Regions from separate parts of the Mus musculus genome. Here regions 1 and 3 are each linked to region 2. The links are chromatin contacts, called in public HiChIP or PLAC-seq maps. All regions are on one chromosome and are shown on one strand. Each heading gives the region's core, a stretch centred on a gene start, on an enhancer-like site or on the middle of the called end of the contact. The rest is flanking DNA. Distances are from core to core; before and after follow the strand shown.

Region 1 (3,308 bases), core at 214-2,713, 1.3 Mb after region 2:
ACAAGGGTAGCATGCGGTAGTCCATTACCTTAGTTGTTTCATTTATATCATCTAATAAGAGAACAATTGAAGTGAAAGCAGTTAGCACCTACACACTAGAAATGATGGGGCTTTTATCCCCACTTCAGCCCTGTTTTAGTAAGATGCCACAAGGTGGCAGTATTTGCCATGGTCAGTCTGGTCTTCACAGAAGCCGAGACCTCACTCCCACATATGAACCATATTCTTTGATTTAAAAGCTTGGGAGAGCTGTTAAATTTATTCAATATTTTGGCAAGAACCTAACTTAACCTTGAATGTAAAGTTTCCAAACTCGTTTTCTATATTTGGGTTTTCTTCAAAACTTACATATATTTTCTGCATTAAGAATATAGTGAAATATGCCTGGCATGGTGGCGCATGCCTTTAATCCCAGTACTCGGGAGGCAGAGGCAGGCGGATTTCTGAGTTCAAGGCCAGCCTGGTCTACAGAGTGAGTTTCAGGATAGCCAGGGCTACACAGAGAAACCCTGTCTGGAAAAATAATAAAAAGATGCACATAAACCAGATGCTGGTGGCGCACGCCTTTAATCCCAGCACTTTGAAGGCAGAGGCAAGCAGATGTCTTGAGTTCGAGGTCAGCTTGGTCTGCAGAGCAAATTCTAGAACAGCCAGGGCTACACAGAGAAACATCGTCTCAAACAACACATAAAAAATGTAATCTTTTTCCTGAACCATGTTTTTGAACATTTATAGAAAGTACAAAAAAGAAAAAGAATTTACCAAGCCCAACAGTGTCTTTTCCAAGAGAATTAAAAATAGTTACATTTGTGTCTTTCCTACCCCCAGAAACTCATTTTTAAATTAGGACCAAGACAGTCTTAATTTGTCTATAGTCTTATATAGATACTAGACTTATTCCTTTAGACCTGCTAAATTACAGAAAAAAAAAAAACCCTCCCCAGTTTAACCATGTAGTTTCAAATAGACACCTTAAAACATATACTTCTTGAAGTAACCTCTAAAATTTTAATTTATGCCTTTTCTGTTTTCTTTTCTTATTAGAAAAAGCAACAACAGGACACCTGTGTACACACAGCCAGCCTCCAAATGGGGAAGTTCGGAACACAAAGATACTTTATTTTCTGTTTGGGGAAGATAGCCAAGCCAGCCTTTCTTAGGATGATAAAGAGTGCATTTCTCAGCTAAAATGATCAGGTCAATTACCTGGTGGCAGGGTGGGGCGGGGCGGGACGGGGGATTTGTTTACACTAGCAGAAAAAGCCAAAATGTCCAGCCGCAGATAGCATTATCATTTGAAGGATGGCATGCCTTGCATTGTTTTATCTTCGGACACTCCTAAATCTGTTGCTAATACTAACATTGGTTTGGCCTTTAAGATTTCTATTCACAGACAGTGGGACTGTGAGGGGAAGCAATCAGGGTGGCAGACAGTCGTGTCGGGCAGGAAACTGCTGGAAAAGCCACTGCAGGGAAGAAGGACCTCCACCATTACACACAGGGTGAGGCCCTAGGATCCACAGAGTTGCCTGGAGGCTGCACGGTTCACAGCTTTAAGGAGCAATCACCATGCTGGGTGGGCAGGCTTTCAGTGATACCTTTAAGTCATTTCTGCTCCTGTTTGTAGTCCCTCCCCCACAGTACCATAAACTCTAAATTGTATTTTTTGTGGGTTCAAAATCTGGGGTGAGCAGATCTTCTAAGTCCCAGTGTCACACAGCACCAGTGCAGAGAAGAACAAGGAGTAGCTTTTAACATGACCCTCTTTCCTTAGATAGCATCTCATACTAGCCCAGGCTAGCCTAAGTCACTGCAATCCTCTTGACTCAGCCTCCATGTTCTCCAGTCAGTTTATGTAAAATCATATCTGCTAAAAGACAACTTTATTGGATTAAAAAAAATTACAAATGATACAGCAATTATGATCAAAAACAGTTTTTGGAAGGCTATAATTTAAATAATACAACAACAACAAAAAATCTAACTGTACCCTGGGTTTTACCAAGTCTGCATGTCAATGCCATGCTCACAGTGCAGACTTACAGGCGACCTCAACCAGGGAACAGAATCGTTCCAACGTGATGTGATCGAGGTCTCCTTTCCTGCATCCTAGAACACCAAATGCTTCCGAAGTTAGAGCTTCTGGTTTCCAGTGTTGAAACAGCGAGATACTTCCAGCAAAGTTCTAATTCTTCCCGGTGGAGCCGAAGCCTCCTGAGCCTCTCTCGGTGTCATCCAGGGTCTGAAAGACATTATTAGGAGGAAGGGAAAGGAGCGGCAGTCAGAGCCTCTGCACACTGCACGGACCCATTCTGAGGAAAGCCAATCAAGTCTCAAACTAAACACCTAACCTTGCTTGAAGACTACCAGTCACTAGCCCCACAGCTCATCAGCTGAGCCGCCCCTCCTCCACTGGACACACACACCAGGCATTCTCCGCTCAGTTTCCAGTACTCACCTGCACTTCCTCTAAGTCTGGATAAGAAATCCGCTCACAGATGAGCTGCGCAATCCGATCACCTTTTTTCACTTCAAAGAAAAAGCAGAACACAGATTACCATCGCTGTGTACTGACCCATTTTCTGTAACCTGCCTTGTTCAGTGAGAACTAGAGTTAGTTTTTTACTGACACAGGTAGCTCAAAATGTTTCCATGAACATATTGACTTAACTCACCTTCAAACTTCTCTTTCCCAAAGTTAAACAGCACGACCCCAACGTTTCCTCTGTAATCCTCGTCTATGACACCAGCTGGAGGAGACAGCAATGTTAGCTTCGTTCATCAGGGGTCTGCAGTGACCTCAAAACCACTTTGCCAAAGACTTCCTGAGATTACAACTGACAAAGTCACCCTTAGGCCCTACAGAGTCTGAACACAAGTTTTACTAAAATGCAAGAATTTGAAAAACGTGTCCCGATTTTCCAATCTGAATGCTTATCAAGTGGTGAGCATTTCCTACTGCAGGCTGAGCATAGGACGCACCACCTCCAACCCCCCCAGATGACTACCACCGGAAAGACTAGGACCTCACGTCTGCTCTGCCAACAGCTCCACTGATGCTCTGACTGAATCATAAAGAAACAAGACTCCAAAGCTTGGTGACCTACAGCGGGAGGCCAGTGCTATATGCTCAGCAGAGAACCACTGTTTATATATATTCCTCATTTCATTTCCAACCCTATCCCTTTTAAACCACAATCGCTCAGCAAACTTCAGCTGGTAAACTTAATGAGTTCACTTGAAATTTCTGTTGCAACATCACATGTGTGGAGGTCAGAAGACAACCATTGAGTCAGGGCTCTCCTTCC
Region 2 (3,325 bases), core at 656-3,155:
GGGAAGAGCACACCAATTGTTATTCAATCAAAGGAAAACATACATACTAGTAGCATTATACAGACTGAGCAGGGTGTAGTTAGGTATTTAGGAGTATACATGTATATTACATGTATATACACATATGCAACAATGTGTAGCAACAATGAATGATAAAAGAGGCCATGGATTTGAATGAGAGCAAGAGGGATGTATGGGGGCGGAGCTAGAGGCGGGAAGGGAAAGGGGGAAGTAATGTAGTTATACTATAATCTCTAAAAAGGGAAACAATTAAAATTATAAGTTGCTATAGGGAAAAATAGGCTAGGGATCTAAACAGAGTTTTTCCAAAGAAAATATAAAGATCACTAAGAAGGACCTCAAAAAATGTTGAACACCTTTAGCAATTAGGGAATTTCAAACTCAAACAACTTTGAGATTTTATCTCACCCCAGATAGCACAACTGACAGGAAATGCTGCCCAGGTGAGGGGAAGAGGACCTGGCATTCACTGTTGTGCAAACACAAACACAAACACAAACACTCTGAAAGTCAGTATGGAGAATCCTAAAAAAAATGAAAAACAAATCTGTTGTGGGAAATACTTAAAAAAAAAAACAACCAAACAACCAAACGGCCCATCTTGAGCTATACCCAGCTACTCTCTGCCTGCGGTCTCTCTGCCTCTAGGCTAGCCCCATGGGGCAGTCTGGTCTTCCCAGCTCCAGTTCTGGTTCAGTTCACTTACCTCAGAACTGCTTGTACCTTCTCAGCCATCCACCCCCTGCAGCTAGTTGTCACAAGTCCCCTTAACCCAGTAAATCAAAACTCTATGTCCTCATAATTAATCAGTCAGCTTTATATATATCAATAAATTCTCAATCCACAAGATGCCCACACAATAATTTCAGAGACAATTGATAATGATACAAGCTGCCCCCCTAGATTAGACAAGTTATCCCAATTATTCTACCCTTTTATGATACTCATAGCTACCTGTGGCTGTTTAAAGCTACGCGGAATCTGGATTGTCTTCCTCTCCCTCCATCTTCCTTCCTTTTCATACCTGTCCCCTTTCTGTTGCTAAAAATCCTTACCTGCCTTCTTTTTCCACTGCCCAATCACAGGCTTCTTGTTGTATATTTAAATTAATTGGGGGAAAATTCTGCTATGCAAATCTACTGTATGACCAGTATATGCCCAAAGGATTCAGCATGCTAGTCCACAGACACTTGCTTAGCCATGTTCACTGCTGCTCTGTGCACACTAGCTGGAGGATGGGAACAATCTGCATGCCTGTCGTCATGGATGGGAGTGAAAATGTGGTAACATACACAATGGTATACTATTCCTTCTACAGAAAAAGGAAATCTTGAAACTTGCCGCAGACCCTCTGGGTCTCTTTGCCTGCGTGGATCCTCTGGGGCAGGTGGGCAAAGCATCAGAGAGTGACAGACAGACCAACACTTGAGATTGTGTAGAATCTGAATGTATTGTGTCAGGTCGAGCATTAAACTTTTTATACCAAAGAAATAACAAGAAACCAGGCAAAATACAATCCACCAACTTACAGTGACGCAATACTAAAGGAATGTATACATCAAAAGAAGGTGGGGACCAGGCTGCTGTCGCAAAAGAAGGAAGCCAGGTGTAAACTAGTCTATTGTTAATCCCACCACCAGGGGTTCTGCACTAACAGACCTTATCATGAATATTGCAATACCCCAACACCCTATTTCCTGGGTCTACAGAAGAATATGCCAACTTGCTTTTAATGTGAAACTCACTATACCTAGCTGTAGAGAAGATCTCTGTCTCAGTGGGATTCCCTAGCTCTATTATTCCCTTGTTTGGGTGACAATTGCTACTGTCCTTGGTAAATATTTTGCAGACCAGTTCTGAGCTACTGGCTCTGTCTTTTGTAATGCTTAATTAGTAACTGAATAGGTAACTTCCTTTCTGGACCTTGGAACAATGGGGAGACGTAACTATAACAGAATTTAATCTTAAAAGGCATTTATAATAAAATATTAAAAGAGAGCTCATAGATCCATACACCAGACAACGTGGGAATAGGGTATGAGTATGTGGGTAAATGATAATGCCAAAACTCCAGGAGGTGAGTTTCTGTGAAACTCTTTGCCTCTTGAGTGGCTTTTAGGCTTCTCAGCCTGTCAAGCGGACTTCACTGGAGTGTGTGTGTGGCAGAAACTTTCAGGTAAATGGACAGACCCAGAAAAGACTATATTGACCCAGAAAGTCACATGTTCCCACTCTCCCGTGCTCCCAGTCCTCAGACATGAATGCAACACAGAATAATCACAGAGACTGGGGAAGTATAAAGGGAGCGCGTGGGAGTATGAGGGACAACAGACTATAGGGGATATGAAGGGGATATGGAAAATCGGGACAGGGGTGCCAATGGGGGCCACTACAGAAGAAGGAGGAGGAAAAGGCGGCATGCTTTACGCTGTAGTTGTTTGATAACGCCCCAAGGACTCATATTTTTTTATGTGCACCTAAATCATAGATATTTAAATGAAGTTATGCTACTTGGGTTGACAGTGTTCATCACAAGAACCATAGAATAACAACCCCCTCCCCCGTACCCTCTTTTAAGATATGCACAGGACTCCCAAAACAATACAGATTATCAGTGATGCCTCCAGGGCCTGAGGGTAGGCCTTTACTGCTGAAGACGTTAGTTACATCCGTAGGACATAGGACAAGCATGCTTTGAGCTGGATCTAACTGAAAGCCTCCTTCCTGTAACCTGGCTTGCATAGCACCAGAAGTTCTTTTGTGAGCGGCCAAGGGAAGGAAACAATTAGTCCTACCACCCCGCCGTGATGATGCGGAAGGAGCCTGGAAAATAGCCAGCATGACAAGCTAGGTATAAGGGAGCAATAAGGGCACTCACACGTTGGTGGCAACCAACAGCTGCCTAATAGGACTTTATGCCGACTTGACAGGAAGGAAATCATGTCTGGTACTGGAACTAGGCCAGGTTCCTGGGGCTAGTGAGGTCACGGACTTTAGAAGAGAATCTAGTACCACCAGTTTACTAGACCAGCATAATTCCTAACTATGTTTTAAATGTTATCTTTGTGCCCACAGATAAGCGCCTTCCAATCCTATTCAAAGAAGCTTCTCTTTACACCAATGCGGACCGTTACAGAGCACCACAGCTGGACATAAGAGGGAGACAATGGTTCCCGGGAACCCGAGTGCCCGTGGGCAGAGCATCATCACAGCTCCTGCATCTCTGGCCCAGGAAACACAGAGGAAGAGGTGGTGGGAAGACTACCAGGAAGTCTGCCATGAGACTGTCTCTCATAGAAATGGC
Region 3 (3,559 bases), core at 358-2,857, 1.0 Mb after region 2:
AGCAGTGCCCCGTGTTTGTTGGCATGTAACATATGAGCTACTATTTGTTTCAAGCTTGCCTTCCCTGTCGATCACCTGCTGTGCAAAGGGACTGAAACTCCTGGCTTACTTGCAAGTGATTCTGATTCATCCGTGGGCCAGGTGGCACAAGTGTTCAATAGCTACTTCTTCAATGAATGGTTCTTTATTTGACGACATTTGGAGTATATGTGCTCACTTGTGCGCATGCGTATGCCGAGTACGTTGGTCAGAGGACACATTCAGGAGTCTTTCCTTCCTTCTGCCAGGTAGTTCCTGGTGCTAGAACGCACGTTACCAGGCTTGGTGCTTTATTTGCTCAGAGCCATCTCCTGGCCCTCGAATGAATACCTCTTTTCTCACCTGAAGATGTAGGACGGAATCTCCAGTTCATGGATCTGTTAAGAGGATTTTTTTTTGAAAGTAAGACCTCAATTAAACTAGATAATATATTTAAATAATTATGAATTTAAATCAGTGTTTAAGTCTTCCTATTCAGGTATCGAAGCAGTGCAGTGAGTCCATTATCATGAGGCGTGGTCCATTTTGAAAAGAAGATGGAGTTGATAACATGCCTCGATCTCTATAATCTCATATCCGGGCACAAGATGTTGAAAACAAGAAAAATCCGGGTCAACAAGATGCGTGCATTCTTAGGGTAACTGTGTGGAAAGTGACAGTTGGTGACTGGAGTCCCTGGTCCCTGCGGTCGAGCCCGATGTGGATTTCAGACACCCCCACCCCACCCCAATCCCATGCATGTGTGTGTATGTGCTCTCTGTATAGTGTGTACACATGTGAAAATAGGGTTATTTTAGGAAACCCCATTCCTAACTGAGAGTTGGGCGGGAGGATTGTCTGAAACCCAAATCACAGGCCCCCACATCACAGACTGAGACTTTCGCAGCCTCTTCATTTAGCCTAGGTGAGTAGCTTGACCTGAGCCTCGGGAGAATTGCTCCTCCAGCGGGCTCCTGACACTGGCATGCCCCTTTCGCCGCCGCTAACCTGTTGGCTGGCTCAGTGGTGGTGGCCTCACCACAAGCCCTGCCTGAGCCTCGGAGCCTACAATTTCTCCTCCCAGCCAGACAGCAGAAGACTGGGCTGAGAAGCGAGGGCCACTGCCACAGAGCCCCTTTCCAGCCAGGGCCTCCTGGGCCTCGTTGGCCAAGGTGTCCAGCATGCGTTCTCCGCGCAGGTGGCCCAGCTCTCCGTGCTTCTGATCGCGGGAATCTCGGGTCTGGACCTCTCAGCCGCAGGCAGATCGGTCTAAACCGCTACTCCACCTCTTCCCATTCCCTCTCTTCCCCACCCTGGGACGGAATATCCCAGGCCAGGCAGGACTGGATCACCTCCGCCTCCTCCCAGGGCACTGATCCTGCGAATGAGGGAGGCCCGGGTCCGGGCGGTGGCTGGCAGAGGGGAGTGGAAAGGGAGGATAGATGGGGCCGGGGGTGGGGTGGTGATGGGGGGAGGTGGGGAGGGTGTCATTTTCTTTTTCTTTCTTTCTTTTTTTTAAAAAAGTATTTCTCTCGCGAGAAACCGCTGCGCGGACGATACTTGAAGAGGTGGGAAAGGAGGGGGCCGCAGAGTTGGGGCAGAGACTGTGGGTGCCACAGGCGGCCACAGCTGGGACAGCTGCGGAGCAGAGCAGCCACCGCCGCCTGAGAGTCCGAGCCGCTAGTCCAGTGGGTCTCATGGGGTCCCGCCAGGGTCGGGCGGCAGGCGGGTGGCTGGAGGGCCGTTTGCGCGGCATCCAGGGCAGGAGGCCGGGCAGGGTGAGGGGATGTCTCGAGCATCTGCAGCTGGCCCTCTCTGCCTGACAGCTGCAAGATCCGGGACTGCAGTGCCCTGCTCCACGTCGGATGCAGGGGACTGGCGGGGTTGGCCATGACCCGGTATGTGGGCGGAGAGGACCCTTTTTGGAGAGCTGGGGCGTCAGCCGTCACCGCGCGCAATCAGTGCCATTAAGACCGTGTAGGCAGTCCGCTCGCGGGACGCCTGGGCTCCCTAGGGACACGGTACTTGGCGCCGCGAGGCCACAGGGTCCGCGGATGCCAGTCGCCGGGTTCTGGCTCTGCAGCTAGTTGGGATCGAGTGGTCCTCGTTCCTCCGAGTAACTGCGCCACGCGCAGGCGGCGCGCGGTCTGGGCTCGGCACCGGGGACTGCGAGCTTTCAGCATCCCGGAGCCCTGAGTGTCTCACCTCCCCGCCTTGGGGACTTGTCTGTGTTGCAGGACAGGCAGGGACTACCCGAAGTGGGAGCAGTCCCTGGAGAAGAAAGCTGTAGGACCCAGGCCGGGGACCTCTCTGCATCAGGACAGCCGGACAGTGAGACAGCGGGACCCCGGAGACTCGGGCCGCTGGAAGGCGCGGCGGCGGCGGCGGCGGCGGCGGCGGAGCGAGTGGCGGCCGGCGGCACCATGCGGCGAGGAGGGCTGCTGGAGGTCGCGCTGGCGTTCGCCCTGCTCCTCGAGTCCTACACGAGCCATGGGGCGGACGCCAATTTGGAGGCTGGGAGCCTGAAGGAGACCAGAGCCAATCGGGCCAAGAGAAGAGGCGGCGGAGGACACGATGCGCTGAAAGGGTAAGGGAAGCTCCCAGCTGCTTCGGTGTGCCTCCCCTCGCCCTTCTTGGGACTTTAAGATCCACAGCAACTGACAGGGCAGGTTCTGGCCCGTAGAGGACCCTGGGTGAGATCCCCGGGAGACAGCCTGGAAGTGCCAAAGTTACTCGGTCATCAACTCTTGTTCAGATAACTCGCCTTGTTCCTGGCCCAGAGGAGAAGTCCTGGCTGGAGGGAATCCTGGGCCATTGTTGAAGCAGATTTGGGGAGGCGAGAATGGTTCCTTGTGGAAGAAGGGGAGGAGCTGAAACCCAGAGAAAGGGAGAAGCCCACTGCTTCTGCTGCTTACCAATTCCAGTTGCAGGGAGAAGTGCTTTTCCCGTGTGGGCATCAGCTATTTGGGAGGCATCGCTGAAAGGGAAGAATCCAGAGACTGAGATGAGATGCGTGGTCAGGAGATGGTCCTTCCTTTAAGTCATTCTCATGAAAACCAGAGCTGTACACTCGCGTTCAGACACCTACCCTGGAAGTTTGTAAGGCAGAGGGTTTTGAACACTAGTGTCCGGCCTGCGTGAGCTCTGCATGCAGCTGTGGCTGGCTCTAAATGGGTGTTCATGCGGTATCTTCTTGGAAAGCCCTGTACTATCAGCTTCCCATGCCCTAGTGTTGCAGCTGGGATGACTTAAATCGGTCAGGTTGGCTGTCTAAGGCTTGGCAGTTTCCGGAGCTGAAGGAGATGGAAATAATTCCCCTAAGAGTTTTTAATCGTTTAAAAAGGACAATCTCTGAGATTAAGTTGGAGTCTCTATTAGAAGTGGTAAGATAGAAATAAACGGCCACAGTTCTGTCCTTTGGAAGAGCCTGCTCAATGATTCAAGCGAGTGCACATGCTGAAGTTTCTTGTCATTCTAGGGGTGCATTTTTCCTGACTTGATAAGAGTTCAGTAAATGGGTGGAAAATTGATTTTAATGTTC

Evidence for each region. HiChIP or PLAC-seq counts read pairs in DNA pulled down with a chosen protein or histone mark.
Region 1: a contact with region 2 is called in an H3K27ac HiChIP or PLAC-seq map of embryonic stem cells, with 15 times the contacts expected there. The contact joins two enhancer-like sites. A contact is called at or near these places in 2 of 39 promoter capture datasets (embryonic stem cells and hippocampal neurons), 8 of 484 Hi-C or Micro-C datasets (the G1E-ER4 cell line, the N1E-115 cell line, cardiomyocytes and 4 more), 4 of 115 datasets of contacts at active chromatin or transcription factors (embryonic forebrain, embryonic stem cells and forebrain) and 1 of 9 other capture datasets (embryonic stem cells).
Region 3: a contact with region 2 is called in an H3K27ac HiChIP or PLAC-seq map of embryonic stem cells, with 6 times the contacts expected there. The contact joins the promoter of Fbn1 here to the enhancer-like site in region 2. A contact is called at or near these places in 13 of 39 promoter capture datasets (the 3T3-L1 cell line, 3T3-L1-derived adipocytes, the C10 cell line and 8 more), 5 of 115 datasets of contacts at active chromatin or transcription factors (embryonic forebrain, embryonic stem cells and stem cell-derived neural progenitor cells) and 1 of 9 other capture datasets (embryonic stem cells).

Annotation. Positions count from the first base shown.
Region 1 is chr2:125,256,291-125,259,598 of GRCm38.p6, reverse strand. It overlaps Dut (deoxyuridine triphosphatase), which reads right to left. Exons shown (of 6, transcript NM_023595.6): 4 at 2,676-2,750; 5 at 2,459-2,529; 6 at 550-2,242. The coding sequence ends at 2,186. Among named protein-coding and RNA genes, the nearest start is that of Dut, 10 kb to the right of the region's middle. Within about 2 kb of position 1,463, at least 13 of the 459 cell types and tissues checked have an H3K27ac peak or open chromatin away from gene starts, as enhancers often do. A contact at or near this core is called in embryonic stem cells, where this site is marked.
Region 2 is chr2:126,521,866-126,525,190 of GRCm38.p6, reverse strand. Gm26697 (a long non-coding RNA gene) reads left to right here. Exons shown (of 4, transcript XR_866700.3): 4 at 3,097-3,325. Among named protein-coding and RNA genes, the nearest start is that of Gm26697, 22 kb to the left of the region's middle. Within about 2 kb of position 1,905, at least 13 of the 459 cell types and tissues checked have an H3K27ac peak or open chromatin away from gene starts, as enhancers often do. A contact at or near this core is called in embryonic stem cells and stem cell-derived epiblast-like cells, where this site is marked.
Region 3 is chr2:125,504,486-125,508,044 of GRCm38.p6, reverse strand. It overlaps Fbn1 (fibrillin 1), which reads left to right and starts at 1,607. Exons shown (of 66, transcript NM_007993.2): 1 at 1,607-1,706; 2 at 2,256-2,605. The coding sequence starts at 2,442.